2 separate regions of the Zea mays genome follow, and region 2 is linked to region 1. The links are chromatin contacts, called in public Hi-C maps. All regions are on one chromosome and are shown on one strand. The core of a region is the stretch at or near the end of the contact, and the rest is flanking DNA. Distances in the headings are between cores, read along the strand shown. Region 1 holds the start of LOC100284659. Region 2 holds the start of LOC100281127.

Region 1 (5,435 bases), core at 965-3,464:
GTCATCCAGTTAACCTACAGGGTGGGTTAGCACTTTGCAGATATTTGTTTTTTTGTTGTTGAGGATAGTAAAGTGTGTTTTTTCAGTAGGAATCTCTTCGGTATCAGAAGTGTTCCATTTTTGCTGATTGAATAGGTCATAATGTACTATTTCTAGTACATTACATCATAGCTACACCTCGTTACCATGTATGGATAGCTAGTTGCATTAATTTAAATTTCACTGTATATGCATCCAGTGAGTGGAAAACTATGCCACCTTTTACTTTTAACAAACATATCTTTCGCCAGTTCTATACAATTTCCCTTTCATACTGATGGTTTTGTTGCAATACGTCATCTAATACGTGCTCATCATGTCAAACGGTTCAGAATTTAAACCTGGGGAGCCAATATTAGACTGGTCCGCAAGGAAGCGAGTGGCTATAGGCACAGCTCGTGGACTGGAGTATTTGCACGAGCACTGCAATCCTAAGATTATACATCGTGACGTCAAGGCTGCCAATGTCTTGCTTGATGAAGGTTTTGAACCGGTGGTTGGGGATTTCGGCCTGGCCAAGCTGGTGGACGTGCAGAAGACGTCCGTGACTACCCAGGTCCGTGGAACCATGGGTCACATCGCCCCCGAATACCTGTCCACTGGGAAGTCCTCCGAGAGAACCGATGTTTTTGGCTATGGCATAATGCTTCTTGAGCTAGTCACTGGTCAGCGTGCCATCGACTTTTCACGTCTGGAGGAAGAAGATGACGTGTTGTTACTTGACCATGTAAGCAGGTTCCTTTTGCTTCTACAGTTTGATCTCTCGTAGCTGTTGCCTGAACCGGCCGGTCCTGTGTACGTTGGGGAGCTTCTAGTGTTTCGATGCAAGTATATACACATCGCATGAGATTTCTCTTGGCAATACACTGATGATCCTGCTGCAAATCTGCAGGTCAAGAAGCTGCAGAGGGAAGGGCATCTCGACGCCATCGTTGACCGCAACTTGAACAGCTGTTACAACGGGCAGGAGGTGGAGATGATGATCCAGATCGCGCTGCTCTGCACGCAGGCGTCGCCCGAGGACCGCCCGTCCATGTCCGAGGTGGTCCGGATGCTGGAGGGCGAGGGCCTCGCCGAGAGGTGGGAGGAGTGGCAGCAGGTGGAGGTGACGAGGAGGCAGGACTACGAGCGGATGCAGCAGCGCTTCGACTGGGGCGAGGACTCCATCTACAACCAGGACGCGATCGAACTGTCCGCCGGCAGGTGACGACGTCGGGTCGTCACACGGAGCTTGTCGTCGTCGACGTCGCAGTGCCGACATGTAACTGTATATGTAAGGCATTGTTGCGAAGCTTGTTAGCAAAATATAATCTGTGACACTCACTTAGTGTTGATACGTGCCTGTATTTTATTATTTGTGTGTATAAGGAAGGATGATTTAAACGGGTTCAGGTGTTTACCGGTTGTCCGGCTCCCATCCTGTAAAGCTCTATATAGGGGGGTGGGGACCGGTTGAAACCACATCACATGCAAGCTGCAAGAATTGGCTTGACAAATATTTAACGAACTCTATTGTCGACATAAAAAGTAAGTGATAAACGAACTCTATTGTGGGATGAAGTAACTACGTGACTAACTACATAGATAAAACTAAAAGCGAGATAAATTTATTAAACTAATTAGTTCTATATTTAATACACTTAATTAATATTCAAATATTTAACGTGACATAGACTAACTTTATGTTCAGGAACCGAACACCTCTTTTAGTTCGTCGCGTCGTTTACCAGCTACTGCTAGGGATTGTAACGAGCTCAATATAAAATTTGAGGATGGAATTAAACTAGAGTCGAACTCTATTTCTATTTATTTTAAATTTAAAATATTTAAGAGTCCTAATTTATTATAAAATATATTTAGATCATGATACATTACAATTTACCGCCGTGTGCGCAGCAGCACAGATCCACCGCCGTACGTTCTCACAGCAAAGAACAACGCTACCGTGCATTACACGAGGACATAGCCGTGAACCGCGGGCCGCGAAGTGCGCGACTGCCACGCTGGTGTCGGGTCCACGCCGACGCCCACCACCGCCCCACGGCCAACCAGGCCAGATCGCACCTGCCCGCGGCACGCCTGACGCCTCCGCTGCAATCATCAGCAGCGCGCCAAGCCCGCCACCCGCTAGGCCGGTGGCAAAAACAAGTTCCCGGTCACGTGTCCGACTGCCCACGGCACATATGACTGTGAGATGACCCGACGCCGACCAGATTGACCTGTTGCCCTGTTGAGTGTGAAGGAGGCGCACGCGCTTGAGCTGAAGAAACTGCCGCGCTGATCTAGCCCGCCGGGATGGGCGCCTCGGGGCCTGCGGCTCCGCCGGCAACGCATCGCCGCCGCTGCATCCAGCTGCTGCTGCTGCTCGCCCTGGCCGTCGCGCCGCTTGGCAGCCGTGGGCTTCGCGTCCGTGCCGCGGGGGCGGACACGGGAGGGCTGAGCCGGGACGCGTTCCCGAAGGGGTTCGTCTTCGGGACGGCGACGTCCGCGTACCAGGTCGAGGGCGCGGCGACGTCCGGCGGCCGCGGGCCCTGCATCTGGGATCCCTTCGTCCACACCCCCGGTAACACACGTCGCCGTCGCAGCTACTGTTACTACTTACTAGCAGTGAGGCAGATCCTTCTTTGACTGCTTAGCACAGTGATTCCCAACTCCCAAGTAACCATCTCCTGATATTTGCAACGCACACTAGTCGATGACTTCGCATGACTAGAAAGTTAGCTACCGAGGTGGCGAGGTCAGATATATATGGGCATTACCGTTTCGCTCAGGGAGCAGTGAGGATGCAAGAGGAGCTGAGACTTGAGCTCAGATCTCAAGTCGAGTGATGGGAAATGGAATCCGCTCGCTGACTTGTGCTTAGCTTATAAAATAATTCATGGATGGTGACGCGCCTAACGTGCGTTTGTAATGAACAGGAAAGATTGCTGAAGACGCCAACGCAGATGTTACAACAGATGAATATCATCGCTACAAGGTGCGTCGCAATCAAATAATACCCCACCTCTGTTTTAAATTTATTGGTTAATCTTTCAGTTGATTGATGGTTCAGACCATGATAGTTGGCCATGAGGATGCTTCCATTTATGTACTAGCAATCACTTTTATTCCCACATGAACAAATGTGGAAAAACAAAAGTGTATCCCAAGTGACCTCAAATCTGGGAACAAGCAATCTAACGGTATTGTTGGCCTCTGAGCAAAGCTAAAAGTTGATTCGGCATAAGCTAGGCTTGTAACTATATGCAGCTAGTAGTGCCCTTTGTTCAAGAAAGAAACTTTTATTTATGCTGGTGGACAGACATATATGCAGATTTTTTTTTTTCTGGATATCATGTGTGATCATGTTCTGAGGTAGCCAGATTAATCTCCCTACTCCCTACCAGTATGCCAGCAAGTCTATTTATGCCCAATTGTTTTTAGATTCATGCATGTAGCTAGTTTCTTTTGAGATTCATGCATGTAGCTAGTCTCTTTACATAGTTTAGTACTCCAACCAATCGGAAGTTGTCACTCTATATATAATGTATATGAGTACAATAATCAGCGTGAGCACAGGCCTATCAGCCTATGGCATATTGGCAACAACTCTTTACTAAAAAAAAGAGTAAAAAAAAACTGTCAAGATCCTTTTCTATGGTTGGACTAATTATTCATGCTTACCACCAACATTGCTTGCCTACCTGAAAGCACTACTACTACTACAGTCTACAGGAACCCTACCCATATGGCCTCAACAGTTTATCTGCTACATGAACCCATGACCCTCCAGTCCAAAGGAAGCACACGACAACCCTGCCTGCTCTGCTGCAATGATCTCCCAAAGCCCCAATGCAATGTGTTGGCGCCGATTCGGGAACCAATCACTGCGTTGAGAACCTACGGCGGTGCTCTCTGCACAGGCGCGGACGGTCCGCGGCAAAGGGTCGGACGGTCCGCGACCTGGCGCAGGGCTCGGATTCCTTCCCGTCGGCAATCATATCCTGGAGGCCGGACGGTCCACGCGTGCGCAGGGGCGGCGGAGTTCGCCGACGGCGCCTGAATCTCGCTCCCGGGAGGGACCCGTCGGGGAGGAGAGATCCTAGGCTTCGTCTAGGGTCGGCAGGCCACCCTAGACACCTCTAATCGACGTAGAGCCGAAGAGAAGCGAAGAATTTGGGGTAGGGAAAGGCTAATCTAGAGCTAAACTAGAACTACTCCTAATGCATAAGTAAAACGAGAAATAGACTTGATTTGATCGATTGTTGGGGGTTTAATCGGCCGTAGTCCTTCATCTATATAAAGGGGGAGGTCTGGATCCGCTACAAGTTGTTTCCCGAGCTAATCCCGCGGTTTTAGCTAACAAATCCCGCGAGAAACTCGGAACCCTAACTGACTCTGCGCACGTTGACCGTCCGCGCGGTCGTTTTATGTACTCAACATATGCCCCCTGCCTTTTGGTGGAGGTTGACGAACCAAAAGCATATAAATAAAGCCTAATGTAAGTCACCGGCTTTTCAATCCAATATGGTGATCATTCAATCAAGCCCCAATGCATAAAGGCCGTTTTGGATTGCATCTTTCTCGACCATGATCATTTGATCAATGGATCAAAAGGAATAGAATGGAGGTGCCCCCAGCCTGAATAGGCAAATGGACTATGCGTACACCATGGGTTCATCGTCGTACCATCCCATATTTGAACAGGACAATATATCAACGATGAGTAGGCGGGTGGAAAGCATCCTGGCATCACAGGATGAATAGGCGATGCTTGTTGTGTCGCCTTTCGGGCCATTTTGTTCGACTGTTTTGTTTTATCGGGTGGCCGGGGTTTCTTTGTTGGCCGATCACATAGAACGACCTTCTTGCTAGCATATTTGGAGAGCAACTGACCAAAAGTAGGGCCGGCTTTGACCAGCCGAACATGTGTGCTTTGCCCTTGCGTTTCTTTCCTTGCTTTATGTGGAGGCTGATGCCTCTGGCCATGGGCGGACTGTCCGGCTGAGTCAGCCAGACTGTCCGCATGAGCACCGGACTGTTCGCACCCAAGTGTCGGACAGTCTGCGATGCTTGAGTCAATGAGTTTTGCTCGGCTGCTTGGTTGAGCCTGTCCCCCGGTGCCTCCGAACTTGTTAGTCTTTCTGTCTGGAGCTTTCCGAGCAATCCCTTCTTGCAATATATTTGACATGCAAGGATCACCAATGACGGTGTTTTGTCTTGGCCTTTATCGGCCAGTTCGGGCCGAACCAAGACCTCTTTGCATGTGGGTTCTATGGTATTGATAGGAAATGGCTGTGTGTCCACTTACATCTCCTGAAAAGCCAACCGGCCCTCATTTATGGCCGATTGTATCTGTCGACGAAAAATATTACAATCATTGGTGGCATGGGGAAAAGAATTGTACCACTTACAAT
Region 2 (5,516 bases), core at 205-2,704, 310 kb before region 1:
GAGAAAATCCCCGAACCTCTGCCCCACCCATTCGCAGCGACACCGTAGCTCATGTGAGAAACGACCGCGACCGGGACCGAGCCTTACACCCGTGCTTTGGCGTGGGACAGACGATGGGATTTGTTTAACCACAACCTAAAATTCGCTTCTATGGGGAGTCGATCCCAGAACCTGAGGAGTGTTACTCAGGCCACCTAACTAACTCTGTTAGAGGCTCTTTCGTCCTAAATTAAACAATAGAGATCAAGCTTAAAAAAAACTGCTCCAATAATACCTTATTTTATAAAAAAATGTCAAAAAATATAGGTCACCTCCTGAAGTGCCACAAATATATTGTATGTTATTGTGATGTCTCATGTCTAGATCTAAACGAATGGACACTTTATAAAACTTTCATTTCCATTCCAAACGAACATAGTAGATTAACATATTTATGCTAATCACTTGATTTGGAGCTTTACCGTTGGAGCTTGATTTTTTTTGTTGATGCCCTAAATTCTATAAATATATTTATTTTAAATTTTTAGGACATTTTTACATGGTAACATTGTTAGAGATGCTCTTAGAACCTATAAAAAAAAGAACTTACTTTTCAGAACTTCAGAACCTGTACATTGGTGAGGCAAAAAGGAAATGAACCTGTGGCTGCAGTATACTTGTGGAGGTGGTATAGAGAAGCTCCCATTTGCCGTTTAGGAGATCGGACTTGAGCGGCTCCTTCACCTGGTTCACCGCCTCCAGTTGCTGAACAATCTGAAGCAAAAAAAGAAAAAAAAATACACGTGAGTCTCTGCCATCAACCAATTACCAAATGCACGGTGCGTCCCTCGTAGCTACTAGTTTCTTCGTCCTCACCTGCTCGACGCGCTCCTTGTCCTCGGGCGTGGCCTCGGCGCCACGGTCCAGCGGTGCAATGGCGTCGAGGAGCTCCTCCTTGAGCCTCATCGCCTTCTCAGCGTCCTTCTCCCCCTTGTTCCCTGTGAAGAACGGCGGCAGGAAGGGGAAGGACGAGATGCCTGCTCTCCACCTGCCACCGCCATCCCTACCGCCGACACCCGGGGCCGCGGCGAGCGCGAGGCCTGGTGCTCTCCTGCGTTCGCTGCTCCGCGACGACGCGGGAAGTTGGGAGGAGGCGACGACGACGACGCTGGGGCCGGGGCTGGCGGCCAGCGGGCGCGAGGATCCGGGCGCGCACGAGACCGAGAAGGCGGGCGCCATGGCACGGCGCGACCCGGCACCGCCGCACGGGGAAGCGGAGGGAGACGGTGGAAGCTCGAGCGGGATTTTTGCGTGCGATTGCGGTGGAAGTCGTGTGATTTTCAATAGCAGGCCAGCAAGGCAGAGCATATCGCGTTTATTTGAGTGGTGGATAGAGCGCGCGGGCGCGGCGGCCCGGGTGCCGCCGGATGGGGGAGCAGGTGGTGGTGTCCGTGCACCGGTGCAAGCTTCGGCAAATAGCACACCACGGGATCACAAATTCACAGTCATCCGTCATCCGTGCTCTGCAAGTTGGGGGCTGATGAATGCCAGGAAACCTTAATGGCTTCAATCAAGTGATTCAAATCATCTTTATTTGAAACCAAACACAATTTAACCATCGTCCTTATCAAGAAAAAAAACATAACCATCGACGGGTAGCCAAAACTTGTTTTTTCAACTACATTTGTTAAGGGGAGAGATCTCGAATCATAACTCTTCGCCACATGATCATCTCGTGCAGGGATGAAAACAGGTATACCAGTGGCAGGTGAATAATCCCCAGAACACTGGATCTGGTAAATAGTAATTCGTCAGGAGCAGTCTGGACTCCTTGCATCGAGCATAGGTTGGGACAGAGGAATACAAATGGATGTAAACAAGAATTTGATCTTCATTTATAGAACCGACCCATATGAGCTAGTATGTCATTGCTACAAAATCTGCAGCAGCTGATGGCTACCCCATGATTTGTCAATGGCAGCATAAAAGCTCGAAACAAAACACCCAGCAGTAGTAGCGCTACACACACACACACACACACACACACACACAGAGAGAGAGAGAGAGAGAGAGAGAGAGAGAGAGAGAGAACTTCAATACATGGCAATACGATTTATTCATCCTGGGAGGCGGGTGACTTCTTCTTGGCAACTGAAGCCCTCTTTCCCTTAAGTGTCCGGCAGTTGTTCTTTGTCCTCTGGCCACGAACTGGGAGTCCAAGCTTGTGCCGGATGCCCTTGTAGCACCTAATCTCCTTCAGCCTCTCAATCGCCACACGGTTGAAACGTTTCTGTAAAGCATACCAAACAGCAGTGTGCCAGCTCTCAGCGTTTTCACTCCCTTGGAGTCCAACATCGATATAAAACTAAACAGTTAGGACAGTCAGGAATCATCTATGACTAAGGAAGTGAAATTAAATACGCAGACCTGCAGAATGAACTTCAAAGCTTTCAAGGAATCATTGATATGTTAACTAAGTAACTATGGTAACCATACAAGTCGTTAATCATCATGAACTACTGAATCAAATAACTGCAGCGAATAATCGACAAAGGGATCAGGGACGTTACAAGGTCTCCCTCAATCATGTACTTGCCAACCTCCTTACGGAGGGTGATGACCTCCTCCTCGGAGAGGTCCTTGGTGATCTTGTTATCGAAATTGAGGTCCAGGAGGATCTGGCGTGAGCGTGAGCGTCCAATGCCATGTATGTACTGCAGCGAGTACTCCACCCTCTTGTGGTTTGGAATCTCAACACCACCAATACGGATGCACTCGATCCGCAAGCCACCGTGACCGATTCCTCCCTTCTGTCAGGCCACCCAACATACAGCACAATCAAAAACCGCAAAATAAACCACCAACATGAGCCTGGGTATGAAGGGTCATTCAGATGGGGATAAATTAATGATGTATCGAAGTTCATGTTTGTGTCGTATTCAGGCTGTGCGCACAATGCAACAGCGATAATAAACAACAGCTCCTATAATCAGGTTCAGAATTTCAGATCCACATCAAAAGTCTAAAGAAACATCCTTTTCTTTGCTACTAGAATCAGTCATACTGCTGTACCATGAAACACTAGCATTACTGACAATGCGCTAGAAAATTCATATGCATGAACCAACACGCGCCATTTCCTACCAATGTATTGAAAATTAGCAGTTCACAGAAGACCATCCTTCCAACGCTCCTGACACGACCATCCCAAGTAGGCCTTGTTTTTGGATACTCTCGTATTCAGCACAATCAATATGTATTGATATAGATTAGAGTGAAACTAAAAAACTAATTTACACCCCATTCCAACAAGGCCGTACAGGGTTAGAAAAACAAGACACCCCAATCAGACAAGCTCCCTGGACGCAGGGGGGTATAGGGGTATAGCAGAAGGCGGCACTAACCTTAGCGGGGAAGGATGCGGAGGAGCTGCGGCCCCGGGTGGAAAGGGACAAGGAGGAGGGTGCGATGGGGACGGAGACCATGGAGAGGGTCGCCATTTTTGCTCTCCTGTGGAGCCGCGCGGAGGGCGAGAGGCCTGTGCGTCCCCGGTCTATCGGATAGAAAACCCAAGGGCGGATGATGATAAGGTTGCGTATGCGTAGGCAACCTTCGATGACCTAGTGGCCTTTCCCTATGTGTGTTTTGGACTCGTTGGCCCAATAGAAAATATAACTTTTTTCTACTCGTTCGTTCTAAAATAGTATTTCCTCTCTTCTAAATTAAAATTTATCTTATATTCATACAATATTTAATGTATGTATTTTAAAAGTGTCTAGATTTATCTTTATTCATTTAAATATAGACATAAACACTGAGAACTAAAACAACACATATATAAAGTAAACCCTTCAGATCTTTGATGAATCCAGCATTAGTCTACAACGAATTTTATTTTGGTACAGAGGGAATATTATTTAAGATGAGTATATATATAATGCATCAGTTTAAAATTTACAAAACCCACCAGGCAAATCATATACACACATAAGTACATAACCTCTATTGACTAGCCCTAAGGGCTAGTTTAGAAACTTAAATCTTCTCCTTGATTCCCGAGGATTCCCCTCAATCCCTAAGAACCTCAGAGGTGATTTAAGTTTCCAAACTAGCCCTAAATATTCCAAACAAATTATATCTAGACTTAACACACCATCAAAATCCATAGTTCATATTGCTGGATAACTCTCTCTCCCTTAGAGATGGCAATGGGTACCCGCGACCCGATACCCGATGGGTATTTACTCCATTAGGGTATGTATGTGGCTAAATATTCTACCCGTGGGTCTGTTATTGGGCAAAAATCTTCACCCAATGGGTAAACGGGTATTAGAACGTTCCGCCTTCACCCATACCCGTTAACCCGTGGGTATAAAATACCCAATATAAACTTAGCCCAAGTATGAACTTTGACTTTAGTCATCCATCTTTTTTACTATTTAACAACCTTTTAGGCCATAATGTCATAGAAGGCTTAACGACAATTTAATGACCATGTAATGTGCTATGTAGTATTATCCTAGTGTTACTACTTTATCCAATTATCTTTGGTGTGTTGAATGGATGGTTAAATGATACTAGAAATTTTGTAATGGTATTTAGATGGATATACTTGACATTTTTATCATATAATATTTTGATAGATGTTTAGCTTTTGTGGGTACGGGTGACCCGATGGGTGACCCATACCCACATGAGTAAGGGTATGAGGGTAAATCCATACCCGCCAGTGTATATGGGTGACCCGATGGAGTTATTTTTGTGTCGTGAGTATGGGTATGGGGTAGTAATACCCGGTGGGTATTTACCCATTGCCATCTCTACTCTCCCTTACTCAAATCCAATGGACAATATTATCTAGATCATCTATCACCCCTCCCTCCCTCCCTCCTCACAACCTCGCGGCCCTCAGCCCTCAGCCTTCCACTCCCTCCGCATCCCCGCCGTCGCTGTATCAACTCCTCCCCTCGTGCCGTCGTCGTCGATCTCTCTCCTCTATAGGATCATAGTGTTAGCATGGGCTATATGTTAGTTAATAATTAAGATGTCAGTGACACATCAAAGTGTATGTAAAAGTGTCAAAAGATTGAAAGCACCTCGCACAATAGATTCAAGCGTAAGGAGAAACGTATGCAAAAGACACAGTATGGTTTCATACTTTCATCGAATTACCAAGACATTGATGTCGAGTGAGTCGCAGCGGTATCTTAAAATGTATTTGTTTCCCTTCTAGATTATATAAGTTGGATTATGGTGGAAGGGTAAGAGAGTAAAATATCACTTTGAGACTATAAATAAGCTAAAATAAGCTAGTGTTGGGTGGCTTATTTTAGCTTTTTTGTGATCAAGGTAATATTTTACTCTCCTACTATTTCAGCATAATCCAACTTATATATTCTAAAAGGAAAACAAACAAGGCCTTAGGATGATAATGTTTGGTTTTTGTGTTTGGTTTAGGAGCCGGTTGATTAAAACGGAGCTAGCTTCCCGCTCCCTCTACACGAGCCGGATGATACCGCTTGATTTTTGTGTTACTC

Evidence for each region. Hi-C and Micro-C count contacts between places; a contact is called where the count stands out from the background.
Region 2: a contact with region 1 is called in a Hi-C map of tassel, with 2.5 times the contacts expected there. The contact joins the promoter of LOC100281127 here to the promoter of LOC100284659 in region 1. A contact is called at or near these places in 6 of 25 Hi-C or Micro-C datasets (ear, leaf and tassel).

The regions. Positions count from the first base shown.
Region 1 is chr1:271,456,684-271,462,118 of Zm-B73-REFERENCE-NAM-5.0, reverse strand. LOC100284659 reads left to right here and starts at 2,214. Exons shown (of 11, transcript NM_001157554.2): 1 at 2,214-2,602; 2 at 2,958-3,016. The coding sequence starts at 2,335. LOC100501217 (putative LRR receptor-like serine/threonine-protein kinase) reads left to right here. Exons shown (of 12, transcript NM_001195998.1): 11 at 372-766; 12 at 932-1,372. The coding sequence ends at 1,246.
Region 2 is chr1:271,762,416-271,767,931 of Zm-B73-REFERENCE-NAM-5.0, reverse strand. It overlaps LOC100281127, which reads right to left and starts at 1,454. Exons shown (of 6, transcript NM_001154046.1): 1 at 856-1,454; 2 at 640-753. The coding sequence starts at 1,347. It overlaps LOC100283244 (30S ribosomal protein S13, chloroplastic-like), which reads right to left and starts at 3,596. Exons shown (of 3, transcript NM_001156146.2): 1 at 3,384-3,596; 2 at 2,550-2,789; 3 at 1,854-2,269. The coding sequence starts at 3,479. The coding sequence ends at 2,093.